Linked DNA regions of Pan troglodytes: region 1 is linked to region 2. The links are chromatin contacts, called in public Hi-C maps. All regions are on one chromosome and are shown on one strand. The core of a region is the stretch at or near the end of the contact, and the rest is flanking DNA. Distances in the headings are between cores, read along the strand shown. Region 1 holds the start of EPB41L5 (erythrocyte membrane protein band 4.1 like 5). Region 2 holds the start of PTPN4 (protein tyrosine phosphatase non-receptor type 4).

Region 1 (5,144 bases), core at 111-2,610, 250 kb after region 2:
CCTCAAGGTAACACCTTCCAGTGGCTCCCCCACCTCTCTCAGAGCTCTAGCCAGGGCCCACAAGGCCCTACATCTTACCCCTTTCCTCTCTGTCACCTCCTCCTCTTCCTCTTGCTTCCTCACTTCTAGCCACACTGGACTTCCTTGAAAAGACAGACCTGTCCCCTTGCAGGGCCTTTTGCCCTTGCTGCTCCCTTCGGTTCTCCCCAGATGGCCACAGGGTTCCTCCCACACCTCCTCTAGGTCTTCACTCAAATGCTACCTTTTCTTTTTTTTGAGACTGAGTCTGGCTTTGTCGCCAGGCTGGAGTGCAGTGGCGTGATCTGGGCTCACTGCAACTTCCGCCTCCTGGGTTCGAGCGATTCTCCTGCCTCAGCCTCCTGAGTAGCTGGGACTACAGGCGGACGCCACCACGCTCAGCTAATTTTTGTATTTTTAGTAGAGACGGAGTTTCACAATGTTGGCCAGGCTGGTCTCGATCTCCTGACCTCGTGATCCGCCCGCCTCGGCCTCCCAAAGTGTTGGGATTACAGGCGTGAGCCACCGCGCCCAGCCAAATGCCACCTTCTTATTGAGACCTGCTGTCTATGTAAAATCGCAAACCCTCACTGCCTGTCGTTATTCCCTACTTGTACTTTTCTTTTTAGCATTTACCAATGTCTGACAGTATTTAATTTCACTAATTTATCTCGTTTATTTTATGTCTCGTTTATATTCCTGCTATAACGTAAACTCCGGGAAGGATTTTTGTCTGTCTTGGTTGTCTGTCGTATCTCGTGTCTAGAACACAGAACTCATAGTAAGTAGGCACTTCAATCAATTACCTGTAGAATGAACGGACTGAATGTCACCTGGTTAGAGTACCCTCCTGACCACACTCTGCTAAGCAGTAATCTTTTATTTCTCTTTCCCAGTTTTATTTTTCCTCATTTACACTTAATCACCTTTTGACACCTATTTGTTTACTGTTTCCCCAGTAGAGTGAAAGTTACTTTAACAGCAGAGATTTAAATGTATTTTAATCCCTACAAAGGAGAAAAAGGGAGGAAATACGTGACAGGCTCTCAGTAAGTATTTGCGAAGGATTTAATCTCTTGAACGAATGGATGAATGAATCTAGCAGCCAGCTCCACCAGCCTCCTTCGTGATAGGACTAACTGGGGTCTGTCTGCGGGCGGGCGCCTCCTCCGCGGGCGGAGGGCCGCAGCGGGAACTGGGTTTCGGCAGCGCCCCATTAAACCAGCCGCGGACGCCCGGCTGCTGGCGCTAGTTCCAGCCCTGCCGGGCCCGGCCTCGCCGGCTTTTTTCCAGTCGCCGTGCCGGCCAATTTCCGGGCGGTGTCATCGCCCGTTTAAGAGCGGAGCGCTCCGCCCTGGGGGCGGAGCTGGGAGGGAGCTTTAAGGGGCGGACGGGTGGGAGGTCGGGGTCCTCCGCGGATTAGAGCCGGTGGGCTCGTGGGCGCCATTTCTCGGCGTCTCCCGAGGAGCCGCCCCTTTCTCAGCCTTGCTCGGCTCTTCCCCCCTCTGGTCGCCGGGGCTGCGCCGTCCCCAGCTCAGGTAAGCGCGAGGCCCGGCGGCGCCGCAGTACAGTCCGCTGCCCTCGTAGCCGAGTGGACCCTTCCTCGCCCGCGCCTGCGGTGGCGGCCTTGTCCCCGGGGAGGCGGGCGGGGGCCGCACCCAGACCCTAGGGCGGCCGGCCCCTGGCTCGTCGGGCCGGCAGGGCATTAATCCCGCCGGAGGGAGGGGCGGCGGCGGCCAATGAGGCAGGGCCGCCGAGTTTCGGTCGATACCGCGCGACGGGCCGGGGCGGAGGGCCCGGGGCAGCCGGGTTAATGTTTGCCGAGCGGACGCGCTCCCCGAGCCGCGGGTACCCCTCGCTGGTCCGCTGGGCTGCCGTCCAGCGGGAGAGACAAAAGTCGCAAGGGAAGGGGAAAAACGAACTGAGTTTGTGTCACGGTCTTGGTGGACTTTTCGAGCTAACTTGTATTTGAGAAAAACTTCAGTCTCTTGGGAAAGGAGAGGCAGGTGTGTTCCCATGAAAGACGCGGTCTGAAGGGCCCGCCCCGCCCCCACCCGGGACGGTCGTCGTGCTAATGATGGGTTCTTTGGTGTGTAAATGTTAATTGTGTCTGTGGTTACTCGAATTCTACCTAAGAGCGAGACCCAACTCTTAAAACGTTTGGCAATATTTTAGACTAATATTGAAAGTTTTTAAAGAATTACGGGGAAAATTCCCATAACCGTGTACATTTGTAATGTAACCCACAGCTGCATTAACTCAGTTTCTAACATAACCCGTTGCTGAGCTCTAGTTAACCTTGTTGGATTATTTGTGCATGTAATATGCTGTGCAGGCTTTAGAAAATAGGTTAACATTATTCGAAAACGATATGCGTAACTGCTGTTGAATTACTCGCTTGCATTTTCTTTATTGGGAATACTGGGACAAAATATAGTGTTACCTTAATGGCATTTGCTGTATGTTATATTGCTTTATCAGAAAGCAGTTAACCATATTGTGGCCACCAGTCATGTAAGAGTATACATATTTCATGACTAACTTTTGGGTTTTGGATACTTTTTTTAACCAACTTCTGATAGGATTGCTTAAATTTGCATTTTATGATTCTAAAGGAAATCCTTCTAGTTAGGAACTAGAGTAGAAACTACCGTTTTTTGGAAGCCACATAAACCTACCATCCAGAAATTCCACTGTGTCATTCTAGTGTGTCAGGCGAGATGCGGGTTAAGCCAGCTGTTGGGCCAAAGTAGTGAACAAGCCAGACGAAGTCTTTGTCCTTGTGTGTGAGTGGGGGAAGTAGTCAGTAAAAAAAATAATAATTAACAGATATTTAATTACAATTTGTTTGTTATAAAGAAAAGTCTAAGAGTACTGAAAGAGACGTCGAATTTAGACTAACAAGTCTGAGATTGCTTTTCTGAGAATAAGACATTTCAACTGTAAGTCTGAAGTTAGTCCAGTGAAGTGGGAGCGGGTGGAAGAGAGGTGAAGTGGAAAAAGAGCAATCCAGAAAGGTGGAACAGCTAATGAAAAATGGTCCAGAATTAAAAAGACTGTCGGGCCGAGCAGAAAGAGTACGAGAGCAGAGCAAACAGAGGGGAGTAGGCTGACAGATGGGTCAGGCAAGTAGGAGGAGCTGCATCTAGGACCAGGGCCATTAAAGATTTTAGAACAGGGATCAGATTTGTGGTTGCCAAAAATCCAGCGGCTGCAACATGAAGAGCGCAATTGGAAGAGTGCAGGTGGGAAGGGAAAAGTGAGTATGAGAAAACTTTTTTCACAATCATTAAAAAAAAAAAACCCACAACTTTTAGTGATCCATTCATATTATTTTTTTTTCCATTAAAAAAAATTAGGCCAGACGCAGTGGCTCACGCCTGTAACCCAGCACTTTGGGAGGCCGAGGCGGGCGGATCACGAGGTCAGGAGATGGAGACTATCCTGGCTAACACGGTGAAACCCCGCCTCTACTAAAAAAAATAACAAAAAATTAGCCGGTCGTAGTGGCGGGCACCTGTAGTCCCAGCTACTTGGGAGGCTGAGGCAGAAGAATGGCGTAAACCCGGGAGGCAGAGCTTGCAGTGAGCCCAGATCGCGCCACTGCACTTCAGCCTGGGCAATAGAGCGAGACTCAAAAAAAAAAAAAAAAAAATTAGGTGGGGTCTTGCTATGTTGCCCAGGCAGGTCTTGAACTCCTGGCCTCCAACAGTTCCACCTTAGCCTCCCAAAGTGCTGGGATTACAGACGTGAGCCACTGTACCCAGCCATATATTCTTGTTGTGACCTCTGACATGCCCCTCTTCAGAGAATCTCAACAGTTTACGTGTGTGTCTGTTTAGTGTGTCTCTGTGTGTGCATGTATCCCATCTCCGTGTAGGATGAAACTCTCTTCAGTGTTCTGTGATTTGATTTTTCACTTAGAAATTTTGTCATATCTAAGTCAACTATTTATTTAAAACAACTGTATTATGGCTGGGCTTGGTGCCTCATGCGTGTAATCCCAGCACTTTGGGAGGCTGAGGTGGGAGGAATCCGATTCCCTGAGGCCAGGAGTTTGAGACAAACCTGGCTAAGTAGCAAGACCCTGTCTCTACAAAAAATCATTTAAAAAACGTTAGCCCGGTGGGATGGCATGTGCCCGTAGCCCTAGGTGGGAGAATCCCTTGAGCATGGTAGATGAAGGCCGCAGTGAGCCCTGGGTGCTAGAGTGAGACTGTCTCTAAAATAAATAAATAAATAAATAAAAATAAAACAACTGTATTGTATGCTATTGTGTGTACCATAACTTGTTTCACTGTTTGCACATTGATGAACACATTTAAAATTTTCTTAAATCAGTTATGCTCCGAAAAATCCTGTTCCTACAACTTAAAGCACATGTGTGATTTTTTTTCTTTAGGTTATCCTTCCAGAAATAGAACTGTTGAGTAAGGAATATGCATGTTAAAATTTTTAGTATTGGCCCGGCGAGGTGGCTTATGCCTGTAATCCTAGCACTTTGGGAGGCCGAGGCGGGCGGATCACCTGAGGTCAGAAGTTTGAGACCAGCCTGGCCAACATGGTGAAACCCGGTATCTACTAAAAGCACAAGAATTAGCTGGGCGTGGTGGCTGGTACCTGTAATCCCTGCTACTCAGGAGGCCAAGGCAAGAGAATCTCTTGAACCCGGCAGGTGGAGGTTGCAGTGAGCCGAGATCGCGCCATTGCACTGCAACCTGGGGGACTAGGTTGAGACTGTCTCAAAAAAAAAAAAAAAATTAAAAAAATATTAATAGCATGGTCAAGTCTCCCTCCAAAAAAGGCCAACGTAGGAGGATTATTTTTTCTCACATTCTTTTTAACACTATCTTGAGTCTTTAAATGACAGACAATATCTTATTTTTTTTCATTTGGATTTTCTTGGATACTGTTAAAGGTGTTCGTTTTTATGAACATCTTTTAAATTATCTTTTAGGACTTTTTCGTATCTTGCTCTTTGTTCTTTTTTTGATGCAGAGTCTCACTCTCACTCAGGTTGGAGTGCAGTGGTGGGATATCATAAAATGTTTCTTGGGAGATATTGGTGGAGTTAAAAGGAATATGTAGGGATTCTGTGACACAGGATTTTAGAAATCTGGGATAAC
Region 2 (4,906 bases), core at 1,123-3,622:
TCTCCAGTTACTGATAGTGGGTGGCTGGTGAGTCAGCCACAGTGCCTAGTCAAAGTTTCTTCTCCACGGCTGCTGCCTGGGGTCACTGCCAAGGCCCATACAGGCAAGAACAAATGCTTGTTCCCTTCTGGCTGTAGCTACCCAGGGTTAAGAGAGGTCCTACCATTGACCACACAGTGCAAAACGGCCAGTCCTCGCCTGCCAACATCCTCCAAGTGTGGATACAACCTTTGCTCTTACTCTCCCAAAGCACAGTCAAGGGCAGACTGCAGACAAGGAAAAAAAACAGTCAATAGCAGTGTCTGCCAATATCCAGTAATGTTTGAGGCCACTTTTGAATGAAAAAAAAAATTCTTGCTAACTTCCAACTGTTAAGTCATTTTAATTATGTCTCTTAATTATACATAAACTTTAGGTAATAATTTCTTATTCTTATAGCTCACGTCTATAAAACTAAAACAATTTTAGAAATTAAATTCACAAATTTAAAAAATTCAATTAATATGATGTATGTAATGTGTGGTGAATGATATTTGTTGTTTTGCTGAAATTAAATTGTCCTTTGATATGAGAATATGGAACTCACTGCTATGGTATGCACTTTTTTGTTTGGCATGCTTATAATTGACTTAATTATCTCAACATTCTTCTCTATTTGAATTTCTGTTAAACTTTTGTGCAGTGTGCCGTAAAGGACGTATGACCTTCACTTAGCCAGAATGCTGTCCTTTCCACAAGAAGTATTCTATTCTTTTCCCATTAGCCCCAGAAAATTAAATTTGTGGTTGGTGCCAAATACAAAATCAAGTGCAGGGTTTCGTTACAAGGTGGTCATCAAATGATCCAGCATAGTGACTAGAATATATTAACTTTTAAAAGAACATAATTTAAGTAAGAGCAAAATATTTACATATTTTGTAGATAATTTGCATATATTTTTTCTTAGACTCCAGTTTAAGGAACAGTAGTCTACACCCCTGCTACTCCAGGGTGGTCCAAAAGCCAGGGAGCTTGTTAGAAAGAGTCTCTAGGCCAGGTGCAGTGGCTCACTCCTGTGATCCTAGCACTTTGGGAGGCCAAGGCAGGAAGACTGCTTGAGGTCAGGAGGGTTCAAGATCAGCCTGGGCAACACAGTGAGAGCCTGTCTCTATTGAAAAAAAAAAAAAAAAAGAAATGCAGAGTCTCGGCCCACTCTAGACCTAATGGATTAGGACATGCAGTTTAATAAGAACTCCAGGTGATCAGCATGTACATTAAAGTGTGAGATATACTAATTTATTATTTCCCAATTCAATTTTCAGTGGGCCCATGTGAGCCTGGGGCACAGTCTAAAGCTCTCTCTCTCTTTTTTTTAAGGACAATTATTGATTCTTCTCTTTCCAGGGTTGCAGGCAGGTAGATTTAAGGTGAACTCAGATTTTTCAAGGAATAATGGTGAGTATTGGTAACTTCAAAGGGTCCATCCTGGTGACTTGCAGGGGAAGTTCCACTCAGGAACTTTTGTGTCTTGCTTAACACCAGACACAAGACTACGTGTAAGCCAGGTGGCTCACATGTGTAATCCCAGCTACTCCGAAGGTTAAGGTAAGATGATCTCTTGAGCCCAGGAGTTGGAGACCAGCCTGACAACATAGCGAGACCTTGCCTCTAAACAAAAATTACATATTGTATGATTCCATTTATATGAAACATTCAATTTCTGGTGGAAGTCTCATATGATCTTTGGTTGGAGGATGACTGGATGTTGACAGATGACAATGAGGTGAAGAGCATTTTAGCAGAGGGAATGGCATGATCGAAGACAGAAAATGGAGAGTCAGAGGCAGGAATGCATATTTAGGGAGGAATGAATGAGCACTGGCTACAACAGAGATCTGGGAAGAAAAGCAAGTGAAGGAAGTAAAGCTGGAAACATGGATTGACAAGTTGTCTTTTTCAAATGGAAAAACTAACAGGTGTGAGGGAGAAGAGAGTCAATAGAAATTTCTATCTTTTCCAGATTTGTTCACATTCCCCTGATTTGTAGTCATTTTGTCGGCCTGGGAAAGTGGTTTTTCAAAGATCGTCTTTATAAAGGTAGGCTCTGATAGGATGCTCTAACAAAAATTGGGCAAAAAGGAAGTGTGGCGGTCCCCAAATCCCTTCTTCCCCCATTTCAGCTGAGATCATTCGCCAGTAGGCAACTGTCGTATTACCAATAAGTTTGTATCACCAATGAAATATTATAATGCACCTGGCTAAAAACCCTGGCGTGATAACACCAAATTCATGTTATTAGAAGGAATTAAATTTTAAAAAGCACACCGTTCCAGGCACACAGAAGGCACCCCCGAACGTTTGTTTTATAAACGCAGGTTGGTTGCTGAGGCTTTGTTTTGGAGCCTACGTTTAGGAGAGGAAATGATTCAAAACTGCCCCCCAAAACCTATATCCTCCAGGAGCACTGAGGTTGGGGCGACCTGCTGCCAGGTGGTCTGGTTTTCCCTTTTAACACACGCTTCTTGCCCACAATCCGGTCCCTGCAGGGGTCGCAGTCCAAACAACCAATCGCGACGCGGCTGCGGGGCGGGGGCCACAGCGCTCCGCCTCCCCTTCCAATCCGCCCTCCCAATCCTCCTAGGCCGCTCTCTCTCGCACCTGCGTGCTCCTCTGCGCTCCGACTGGTGCGACTTCTCCCTGCGCTAGCGAGGCAGGGTTTTGGCCTCGCCTCTCGCGAGATCGCCTCCTGTTGCTGCCGCCGCCGCTCCTGGCCACTGACTGGCGGCGCCTGCGCAGCCGCCATGTTCGGTTGCTATGCTGCGGCCTAGGAGAGGGGGTGTGCTTGAGGGAGGAGGAAGAGATAGAGGAGGAGGAGGGGGAGGAAGAGGAGGTGGAGAAGGAGGGGGGTGACTGAGCTCCTCTTGCACTCTCACACACAAACGCTGCCCAGGATTACCCGCCAGCTCACGCCGCGCAGTGCGCTTTTCCGCTCCTCGCGCCCCACCACCAACATTGTTCTCTCAGGACTCCTGGGTCCCAGGGGCCGGAATTGGGCCTGAGCGGGAGAGGAAAGAGACTTGGCTTTGGCCGAGGGGTCGGAGGATTGGGGCCAGGCCCCCTCCCCCACGCACTTTTGGGGGTGTGGATTATCTCATCCCTGCAGGGAGGTAGGAGAGGTCGCCGGCTGCCCGCCTCCGTGCCACCTCCCCAGCGGCGCCGGCCCGCGGCTGCCCAGCAGCATGAGGTGGTGCTGGCGGCTCCGGGTCGTGGCGCGACCGCTGCGGCGGCGGCTGCTCGGGGGGCGCTGAGGTAGCCCCCCGGAGCGGCACGGCGGACGCGCTTCTCCTCTGCGCGCCGGGGCCTCGAGGCTTTTTTCTCCAGCCGAGAGGACGCGGCTGTGATATACGAAGGTAAGAGGTTCTCCGGTCCCCGCCGGCCTCTCGGCCCTGCACGTTGAACGCGAGGCTGTTACCTGCATGTGTGGCTCCTGGGAGGTGAGCCAGGTGGGGCAAGCCGGAGGTACGAGGATGATTTGAAAGGAAGGAAAAAAGGACACAAACAAACAAACAAACAAAAAACGCTTTCTGTCCTTTCTTCCTGGGACCTCTGCTTTTGCGGGGGTTAGAGTTGGAATCTCTGTTATGGGTCAGCGAAGGGACAAGGGATGGAATAGGTGCGGAGATGGAATGTTCCCAGTACCTAAACTCTAGGTAAAGCTTTGGAATCTTGAGTTTTCCATTGCTGGTAGAATTCCTTTTTTTTTTTTTTTTTTTTAATTGGCTCATATGAGCGCTTCTTGCACGCTGCATGAGCCAACTATTCCTACCATTGAAGTTTTAAGCCTGTTATGATTCTACCAGTATATACCTGTATTTGGGAATCTGTAGTTGAGCCAAAAAAAAAAAAAAAAAAAGTTGAGATGTGGGTAAACAGTGATGCATTTCGCAGGGTTTCCATAAAATGGAACAGCTTACAGTTGCACAGGTGATGTGTGGATGTTTCTGCAAAACTTAGGGTGGAAGATTTTATGTCTGGGCTTGCATCATGTAGTGACATCAGTATGTAGAAGGACGATTTGTAGGATTTTTCAAAACGCCTGTTCTAGGATAACTTGTTATGCATCTGCAATATGCCAGCTGCTTTTCGAATAAGAGGTTTCAGTAATATTAAGTTTCTGTGTCCAGATCTTGGGCCCAGTTGAAACAGTACAGCTGATTGGTCACATTTAAAACATATTTATGGAGAAAGATAAAAACAAAAGGCCAATGTGTCCGACTTGCAAAAGACAATTAGAGTAGAAAGAAGACTGGAACAGTAAAAGCCAGGGCATTTTTAAATCTTGGTTTTCTGAACTTTAACGTGCCAGAGGAAAAAATTGTTTTTTCAATTTTAAGGGGGAAGGAGATGGCCTTAAAATAAAGGATTGTTCAGAGCCTAAACTGTGCTTAATGGAATAGAGCTAGGTATATCATCTAAATCTTGAATTTGACTAATATAAATTCAGCTTTCTTTTAAAGAAAAAACTCGTAAGCAGAAGTTTGTGTATTCTACAGAACCTCTTCACTAGCTCGTAAGTGTGATCATTTTGTGGACATCACTGTTTTTTTGTTAGAATAAATTTATGCTCCAATTACCACAAAAGCAATTTTTATGTCTCTTCGCATTTTTTATGGTACACATATCTTTGTTACATTTTGCATTGAAACACGCACGGTCCCATAGTATCATAATCTTCAGTGATTTATAAGAGAAACAGTCTATTTTGTACATGGGAATGTTTGTGATTTTGCCAGTCTGTTTTAAAAATTTGGCAAGAGGTTTTTAAAATCCAAGGAGGCACCACTATTTTGTAGTTTTTAAAAATATTAATTGAGTAGGTCCATGTTTATTAAGTTAGAAAATCACGGGTTCCTCAAAAGTAGTAATA

The links. A called contact is a pair of places that touch in the nucleus more often than the background predicts.
Region 1: a contact with region 2 is called in a Hi-C map of stem cell-derived neural progenitor cells, with 1.9 times the contacts expected there. The contact joins the promoter of EPB41L5 here to the promoter of PTPN4 in region 2. A contact is called at or near these places in 1 of 7 Hi-C or Micro-C datasets (stem cell-derived neural progenitor cells) and 1 of 1 datasets of contacts at active chromatin or transcription factors (stem cell-derived excitatory neurons).

What each region holds. Positions count from the first base shown.
Region 1 is chr13:20,693,327-20,698,470 of NHGRI_mPanTro3-v2.0_pri, forward strand. It overlaps EPB41L5 (erythrocyte membrane protein band 4.1 like 5), which reads left to right and starts at 1,361. Exons shown (of 25, transcript XM_016949606.3): 1 at 1,361-1,556.
Region 2 is chr13:20,441,093-20,445,998 of NHGRI_mPanTro3-v2.0_pri, forward strand. It overlaps PTPN4 (protein tyrosine phosphatase non-receptor type 4), which reads left to right and starts at 2,373. Exons shown (of 27, transcript XM_525902.8): 1 at 2,373-3,389.